Linked DNA regions of Pan troglodytes: all the other regions are linked to region 1. Evidence: chromatin contacts called from public Hi-C data. All regions are on one chromosome and are shown on one strand. The core of a region is the stretch at or near the end of the contact, and the rest is flanking DNA. Distances in the headings are between cores, read along the strand shown.

Region 1 (2,747 bases), core at 126-2,625:
GTGCGACCGCGCCCAGCCTGTCTAGTGTGTTTCTTACCCAATTCTCAACTCTTTTGACTTCGTGATCTCCCATGATCCACAATTAACTCTCCATTGCCCAAGAAAGAGTGAGTTTTGAGAGGTCACATGCAAATCTTTCGTGTGTGTGTGTGTGTGTGTGTGTGTGTGTGTGTGTGTTCTGAGATGGAGTTTCGCTCTGTCGCCCAGGCTGGAGTACAGCAGCGCAATCTTGGACCACTGCAACCTCCGCCTCCCGGGTTCAACCAATTCTCCTGCCTCAGCCTCCCGAGTAGCTGGGATTACAGGCGCCCACCACCACGCCCGGCCCAAACTCATCTTTCTTTTGTTTTTCCTATTTCAGAATGGTCAGAAATCACTTGAGAAAAGACCTAGCAATGAAAGATGTTCTATGATTTGACTGATGGTTGCCATTTTTGATCTGAGAACAAATGCCAGGTATTGGCTCAAATTGTATCTGAAAAGGAAAAATCACTCTGTTTTGCCAATTTAACGCTGAAGAGGTTATCTATCTTTCATAAATTATGGCCTTGCTACATAACAAATACTTTCTTCCATTCAAGATTATCAGACAACTTCAGGTATTAATCAAGTTTGTAAACTGAGTGTTCATAGTAAACAAGTTTATCCTAAGCTTACAAAACTTTAAAATGAAAAGATAAAAGATGTTTTTTCTAAACAGACAACTTAACTTAGAATACATTTAGAAACGTAAAGTTCCACGTCAAGTGATGTTTATATGAAGATTCCTGAGATAGGGCAAGATTTTTAATGTATGTAGCCCTTTCATGTATAAATACTTTTAGTAGAATATTTTATTATTTTTTTTTAAATTTATTTTTTGTTACTACCAGCTGAGCAGTTTGGGAGAGTAGAATATTTTTAAATAGTGTATTATCCCTAAAAAGTCAGCATAGCTCCCAAATGTTATATATTTCAGTATTTCATTGTCTATTAAACACATAAAATCCAGGATAAACTCCATGTCTGAAGGCAGTCACTGAAATGAAGGGAAATATGACAATCAGTTGAAGAACTTCATCAATGTAGGTCAGTCTCCCTGTCCAGTGCCGATTAAATTAACCCACAAGAGAATGTGAGAGAACCATTTTGAATATTGTTTCAAAAGACCAGGACAGTAGATGGTGCTATTTGATCACAAAAACCTTAAAGTGACTAAGCTGGTTGCATCAGACTTCAATAATCCCTGTTTCTGATAGTGATTATATGGAAATTTCTTGGCATAACCAGCCATTTCTCATACTCACTGCTCTGTGAAATTCGCAGTGCTGTTTTCTGGGCTCCAACAGGTGTGACAGGGCTGTTTTCAGCTGTGAGTTGCATGAGGTCATTGATGATGGCTTGCTTGTCAACTGATCCAGCAGGGGCGCCTGGCCTCGTGTCTGGGAAAAGCTGTGGTAATTGACTATTCTGCAAATCATCCAAAATCTCCTCCAAGTTGTCCAGCTCACTGCCAGGCTGTAGTTGACAAACAGAAGAGTTTATCCAGTCTACTCTAAGAGTAGACACCACAAGCCCATTTGCAATCATTGACCTAACTGCCATAAGGCACCACAGCCAAATAAAATAGGTAGATTCCTGCATACCACAGGCCTAACAGATAATTGATCATCTTTTAAAAAATTAGGTTAACAAAGGACAAGTAATTTAATCTCTTGGTCCTCAATTTCCTCATCTATAAAAAGAGATGGCTGAATTAGAAAGAAAGCTCTCTTCCAGCATTGTGATTTATTGGCAATTTATAAATTCTCCTTTATTTTATGCTTATCATTCAATTAATCATAAGAATATATATTTCCAATTAATTATGAATAGACTATGACTTTGGTCCAGGTCTAGGTTTTATCGTCAAAACTCCCTAAGAAATAACAACAACAAAAAACTGGCATATAATGTAATCCAAATTTGCACCCAATCAGTATTTAACAAACAGTCATTTCCCTTCAGGATTTTTTTTTTTTAATCTTTAAAAGAACACAGGGGTGGGGAGAGAGAAGCAAAATAAGCTTGAAGCATCCATGAACTAAGCACTGCCTTTTCAATTTGAGTAGTCCTTTTTTTCTGCTTGGACTTTCAATTTTGAATGACAATGGCTTTCCCAGTCTTTTGCCAGCTTAGGTAACAAAGGTAGGGAAGCAGGATAAAAACTGGTTGCCCCCCAAACATAGCACTATTAACCTAATTATACGGAAGCTATAAAAATGTTTTTTTTTTTTTTTTTTTTTCTGAGAAAGGGTCTTGCTCTGTCACCCAGACTGGTGAGCAGTAGCGCAAACACTCATCCCTGTAGTCTTGATCTCCTGGGCTCAAGTGATCCTGCCACCTGAGCCTCCTCAGTAGCTGGGACCACAGGCATGCACCACCACCACCATGTCTGGCTAATTTTTTGATTTTTTTTTTTTTTTTAGAGATGGGGGTCTCATTTTGTTGCCCAGGCTGGTCTCTGAGCTCAAGCAATCCTCCTGCCTCAGCTTCCCAAAGTGCTGGGATTACAGGAGAGTGCCACCGTGCCTGTCTACAGAAGCCATAAAAAATGTTTTTAAGTTTTCTCTTCCATTAAAAAAAAAAAAAACAAAATTCAAGCACTAACATAAGCTAAGTATCACCACTATTTCACACTTAGCACTTTTCTGCTAGGAAGCTAAACTGGAATTTATTCTAGATTTTACAGATATTCTTTTAAATATAACCTATCTATGTGCCAGATA
Region 2 (2,747 bases), core at 107-2,606, 390 kb after region 1:
AGAATCTGGTCTTTGAACTAACATCTTCGTATATAATCTGGACCATGGAATAGAAAAATGCCCCTACTTTTGTAAGAGATGCTGGGTGGGAGAAAAATTGGCTGAGAATCTATAAGTCTTCTTTGATAATTTATGGTTGAATTTATGATGATGCAGAAATAAAAGACAAGATGACTGTGTTTAGGAAAATGGAATCTCATTGGTTCTGGGAGACAACTAGTGAATGCCAAGATTTCTCTCCAGTTCTTTCCTTGGGAGCACACATCCCTCGGAATTAGTCACATCCATGTTACTTGCTTTAGCTAACGAAATGTTGGCATAACAATGGGTATCGCTTTAAAAAAATTTTTTTAGCTTTTTTTGTTGTTAACTTTAGCAACCCTATTAACTGAACAACGGGTATCACTTCTACTTGTATTAAATATGTATAAAACTTCTCCATTTTCCATGAACCCTGAAGCCTTCTGTTGATTTCACACAGTGGTAGAACTTTTGTCAACCTGGGCCACCTGGACTCTGATGATCAGAACCCCTCCGCCAATTAGTGTGGGAAATGTAGTGTGAATATGAAAAATAATGTGGCTGGGCATGGTGGGTCACATCTGTAATCCCAGTACTTTGGGAGGCCAAGTGGGGAGGATTGCTTCAGTCCAGGATTTCGAGGCCAGCCTTGGAAACATAGCAAGCCCCATCTCCCAAATACATATATAATTAAAAAATTAGCTGGATGTGGTGGTGCACGTATGTAGTCCCAGCTACTTGGGAGGCTGAGGTGGGAGGATGGCTTGAACCCAGGAGGTGGAGGCTGCAATGAGCCGAGATTGCACCACTGCACTGCAGCCTGGGCAACAGAGTGAGACCCCTTCTCGAAAACAAAACAAAACAAAAAACTACCCCAGACTATTGTTCTACGCCGCTGAGATTTGCTGATTTGTTTACTGCAGCATATTTTAGCTTAATCTGACTAATGCACTGGTCAATAAGAAATATGCATGGGAAACATAACTCAAACCCTGAAATATCATAAAACCGGAAGATCTCAGGGGGCTAGAGTCATCAGAGAAGGCAATCCTGGTCAACTGGAATAATGGGACATAAACTGGATGGGGTTCAGTAGAGAAAAATTCAGGGTTATGCACTTGGAGTTGAAAAGTGAACATGTTCAAAGGCAAGGTGCCAACTACTCAAAGGCAGTTGGCTGGAAAATTGGAAGTATAGCTTTAGTGGACAGCCAGTTGACCGGGAAGAATTGTCACAATCCTGCAGTTCTGTTGATTGAAAAAAATGCAAGCAGAGAACTGTAGCAAATGAAAAGCATGTCTGTATCATGAGGTAATTGTTACATTGCTCTCTGTACTGTCCAGAGCTGTAACAGAGAGCTGGGGCTGGCTCCCGGCTCCATAGTTCAACGGGAATTGAGAGAATGTGGAGAGTTCAGAGCTAAAGCAGAATAGTCATCCTGTGACCAGCAAACAAGGGCTAAAAGACCTAGGATTATTTAGCCTAGAGAGGAGATGCATCAGAGGTGAATTAAGAAGTGCCAGCATTGGACTTAAACTTCAGAACAGCCATTGCATGGAGGATGATGACTGTTTTTTCCCTCTGTTGCCAAGGACACAAAAAGAATGGGCTCATTAAAGTTAAACAAAAGGAAGAATTTCCTGATGCCTAGGGTTGTTTGATACCAGATAGGGTTGGAGATTTTTCTTTGGAGGACTTTGCAAAATCAATATTCTTTTAAATGCAGTAGATTGGCTCTTTCCTGAAGTAAAGGGAGGGAAGGCTGGCAGTCTCCTTTCTACCGTGACCAGGATGGCAGTGGATGATGTTCACTGTGGGACACACTCGATGTGCATACTAAACTAACGTTTTGCACAACTCCCAGCATCCTACGGGCAGCTGTGTTCCTTTCCTTCTTCTCAAGAAAACATATTAGGAAACAAGAGCTACTTGTTGGTGATTAGGATAACCTCAACTCCTCTTTTTTAAAAAGGTAAATGTTTTGTAAATGTCAGTCTTTTAACTATTGCTTGTAAAAATAACTAAATAGCTTGTGATATAATCAGTCAACATTTTTTTTTTGAGATGGAGTCTCACTCTGTTGCCCAGGCTGGAGTGCAGTGGCACAATCTCGGCTCACTGCAACCTCTGCCTCCCGGGTTCAAGCAGTTCTCCTGCCTCAACCTCCTGAGTAGCCAAGATTACAGACGTGCACCACCATGCCCGGCTAATTTTTGCATTTTTAGTAGAGACAGGGTTTCACCATGTTGCCCAGGCTGGTGTCGAACTCCTGACCTCAGGTGATCCTCCTACCTCAGCCTCCCAAAGTGCTAGGATTATAGGTGTGAGCCACCACACCCCACCCCATTCAACATTTCTTTAACAGATAATTCTTGAGTGAGGGGTGTGTGTGTTTGTGTTGGGAGATGTGTAAGGCTGAACCAATTCCTAGTGATGAATGCTGTTATACAGGAAATGTGGCATGCCCTGAGACCCAAGAGAAGGGCTGATAAGCCTGTACCTAGAAGGTATGTGCAAGCTGAGATGCATAGGGTGAGTGGGAGAAAGTTGGCCAACAGGAGACACAGCCGGAAGGCAGGTGGAGCTATGTGTGTGAGGCTTGGAGGCTGGAGGCATATGGAGAAATCAAGAAGTGGAAAGATCTCTGAATATAGATGCTATCATCAGGGCAGAGTGGGAGTGGGTGACAGTAGGAGCCAGGGCTGCTATGTGGGAGGCAGAACACC
Region 3 (2,747 bases), core at 141-2,640, 260 kb after region 1:
AGCCCGGCTCGGCGCCGCCGGGGCCCGGCCCCCGGCTCCCCGCCCCCACCACGGCCCGGCCTGCTCGGCCCCAGCGCGCCGCCCGCCCCGCCCGCCGCAGCTCCTTCCCGTCCGCCCGCGGTGCTCGGCGCCCCTCGCCCCCCACCCCCGGGGCTGACACGGGCCCGGGCCACCCGCCGGGCCGCGGCTCCCCTTCCCCGCCCCGCGCTGCAGCTCGCCGGCCGCCCCGACACCCCGCTTCACCTTCACACACCCCCAGCACTTCCCGAGTCCTGCCTCCCCTCGCCCGGCTCCCACTCTCCGCTGCAGCCGCTCCGCGCTTCCATTAAAGAATGCACCTTCCCGGGATTCACCTTCTCGGCTCTGCCGCGCTGCCCCCGAGGGGTTAGAGCCTCGGTCTCCGCCGACCCCGCACCGGGCTGGGCAAGGGGCACTCGCTCCTCGGGGCGGGGGCCGCGCCCGCACCCCCGGCCTCCCCGCCGCGCCTCGGCGCTCACCTCTCGCCCGCGCCGCGGGCTGCAGCCTCCGCCCGCCTCGCGCTCCGGGACTCGTCTCCTGAGCTCTCGCAAGGCGCTGGAGCGCCTCCTTTCTCTCCCGGGGACTCCGCGTCTCCCCGTCGCTTCCCGCCCTCCCCACCCCCAAGCCCCAACTCCCCAGCGTCGCTGCGCCTCCGGGATGCAACTCCCGTTTTCCGCGCACTCCGGCGGCGGTCCCCGCACACAAAAACAGCCTCTCGGAAGCGCACGGCTCTGTCGGAGCTCGGCGCAGGAAGGGCAGTCGCGGCCGGGGGGTGGGGACGCGGCGCCCCCCGCCTGCCGCCCGCCCCCCGCCCGCCCTCGCGGCCCCGGGGGAAGGCACGGTTACCGGCTCGGGTCGGTCACGCCGTCAGGTGCCGGCTGCCGTCGGCGCTGACCTTCGCCGCCGAAGCTGTAGCCGAGGCTGCGGCCGCCATGTTCCCGTGTTAATAACTGCTGCCTGGTTGTTTATTTCAATGGAGATCCTCCCCCAACTCCCTCCTCCTCCTCCTCCTCCTCCGCGTCTCCGCACTTGCGGAGAGACAGACCGCGCGAGCTCGCGAGCAGGGGAGGGGGCTCGGGAGCCAGGCCGTCCCTCCCTCTGCCTCCCCGGCAGTGGCCGCCGCCAAGTCCTGTCACCGGGAAAAGGACGGGGCGGAAACTTGCCTCTCGCGCCCCCGAGGAAGGGGCAAAGGTGGACGCAGGGTTGTCCGGGGAGCAGCCCCTGGCCGCGGGGTCCGCAGCATCTCCGTCGGCAGAGTCCTCTGAGAAGGCGGCCCGGGGAGAGGTGAAGAAGAGTAAGGGGAGAGGTGAAGAAGAGTAAGGGGACAGGGGACAAAATGGGTGACTGTGGTAGAGGGAGGGTGACCTAGAGGTGACTGGAACTGAAGAGAGAGTCAACAGAGGACTGCATGGGAGGGCAAAGGGCAATGCCAAAAAGAAGACTAGCGACTGGGACGGGCCTGGGCCGCTGAGTTAGAGGCAGTGGGGCCTGGGGGCTGCAGACAGCAGGGACGGTGCCCCAAGACGAAGATCGGGGAGAGCCGAGTTCCAGGGTCGCCAGCAGAGGACCCTCGCGCCCGTCCGGCCGGACCCTTCGGCCAGCACCCTGCACCCCCTCGGGCGCACCTCACCCTACCCAACTCCCGGTCCTGCCGCTGCTCCCCGGAGGCGCCCCGCATCCGTCAAGTCCCCTACGGCTCCAACAGGGAGAGGCTTCTCCCATTGCAGTCCTAGCTCCAGAGGGGATATGGAGAGGCGCGACTGTGGGAGCTGGAAGGGGCACCACCCGGCAATTGCGGGATAAAGCAAATGCTGCACACAGAGTGTGAAACTTAACCTGGTTGAGAATTTTCGGCACATCATGAAATCATAAGTTTATATTGGAAAGTCCATTCTCTAGACATCCGTGAACAAAGTACTGAGGGGACGTAGGAGATTGGCACTGAAAATGCGAGAACCCCCATTTAAGTGTTACTTAGACCAATCTGTTTTACGCTTTGGAAAAGCAAGTTTTTTTTTCCAACTTATACGGTAATTAGTTGAAAAAAAAAACTTTTGTTTAATGGCAGTTATCAAACTATGAGAGGAACATATTCCCTGATTTTAATCTTATAATGAGAAAGGTCACTTGCGGTAGACAATAAGAGTGTTTATTGAACACTTACTGTGAATCTGACTGTGCTAGGTGATGTATATATGCTATAGGCCTTAATCCTCAAACCTTCCGAAGTCATTGCCGCTTTTCACTTCACACAAAAAATTGAAGCTTAAAGTAATTTGCCCAGGGTCACAGCCAGTAGTTGGAGAGGATGTGAGCCCAGTTCTGGTGAGCTCCAAAGCCCATGCTTTTAAATATGTCTTCATCCTAAAATTTGTGGGTGTACCGCCAATTTTATTTGGGAAAAGAATTAAAAAAAATGGGTGTGTGTGTCTGTGTGTGTTTGTGAATAGAAAATGCTTGGAAGCCTATAACAACAAATGTTAGCGCTGGGGAGTGTAAGAAGTGGGTGATGAGGCACTTCCAGTTTTTATTTTGCACACCTATCTAATGTTTGAAATGTTTGCATTGACTATGTATTAATGTATATTTTTAAAGTTTTTTTTTGTTTGTTTGTTTGTTTGTTTTTAGCTAGCTGGAATAATAGAATTATGTTCCCAAAGCGTTGAGAGGAAATGGAGAGTTTGTTTATGGCCTGTCTTCTGCTAATACCAGTCTGTAGCTTGTCTACA

Evidence for each region. Hi-C and Micro-C count contacts between places; a contact is called where the count stands out from the background.
Region 2: a contact with region 1 is called in a Hi-C map of stem cell-derived neural progenitor cells, with 14 times the contacts expected there. The contact joins two enhancer-like sites. A contact is called at or near these places in 4 of 7 Hi-C or Micro-C datasets (blood, induced pluripotent stem cells, a lymphoblastoid cell line and 1 more) and 1 of 1 other capture datasets (stem cell-derived neural stem cells).
Region 3: a Hi-C map of stem cell-derived neural progenitor cells shows a contact between it and region 1, with 4 times the contacts expected there. The contact joins the promoter of NCOA2 here to the enhancer-like site in region 1. A contact is called at or near these places in 2 of 7 Hi-C or Micro-C datasets (blood and stem cell-derived neural progenitor cells) and 1 of 1 datasets of contacts at active chromatin or transcription factors (stem cell-derived excitatory neurons).

The regions. Positions count from the first base shown.
Region 1 is chr7:78,782,611-78,785,357 of NHGRI_mPanTro3-v2.0_pri, forward strand. It overlaps NCOA2 (nuclear receptor coactivator 2), which reads right to left. Exons shown (of 23, transcript XM_054656809.2): 12 at 1,287-1,497. Among named protein-coding and RNA genes, the nearest start is that of PRDM14, 73 kb to the left of the region's middle. Within about 2 kb of position 1,376, at least 9 of the 24 cell types and tissues checked have an H3K27ac peak or open chromatin away from gene starts, as enhancers often do. A contact at or near this core is called in stem cell-derived neural progenitor cells, where this site is marked.
Region 2 is chr7:79,167,740-79,170,486 of NHGRI_mPanTro3-v2.0_pri, forward strand. No RefSeq gene overlaps it. Among named protein-coding and RNA genes, the nearest start is that of TRAM1, 77 kb to the right of the region's middle. Within about 2 kb of position 1,357, at least 1 of the 24 cell types and tissues checked has an H3K27ac peak or open chromatin away from gene starts, as enhancers often do. A contact at or near this core is called in stem cell-derived neural progenitor cells, where this site is marked.
Region 3 is chr7:79,040,920-79,043,666 of NHGRI_mPanTro3-v2.0_pri, forward strand. It overlaps NCOA2 (nuclear receptor coactivator 2), which reads right to left and starts at 1,391. Exons shown (of 23, transcript XM_054656809.2): 1 at 1,182-1,391.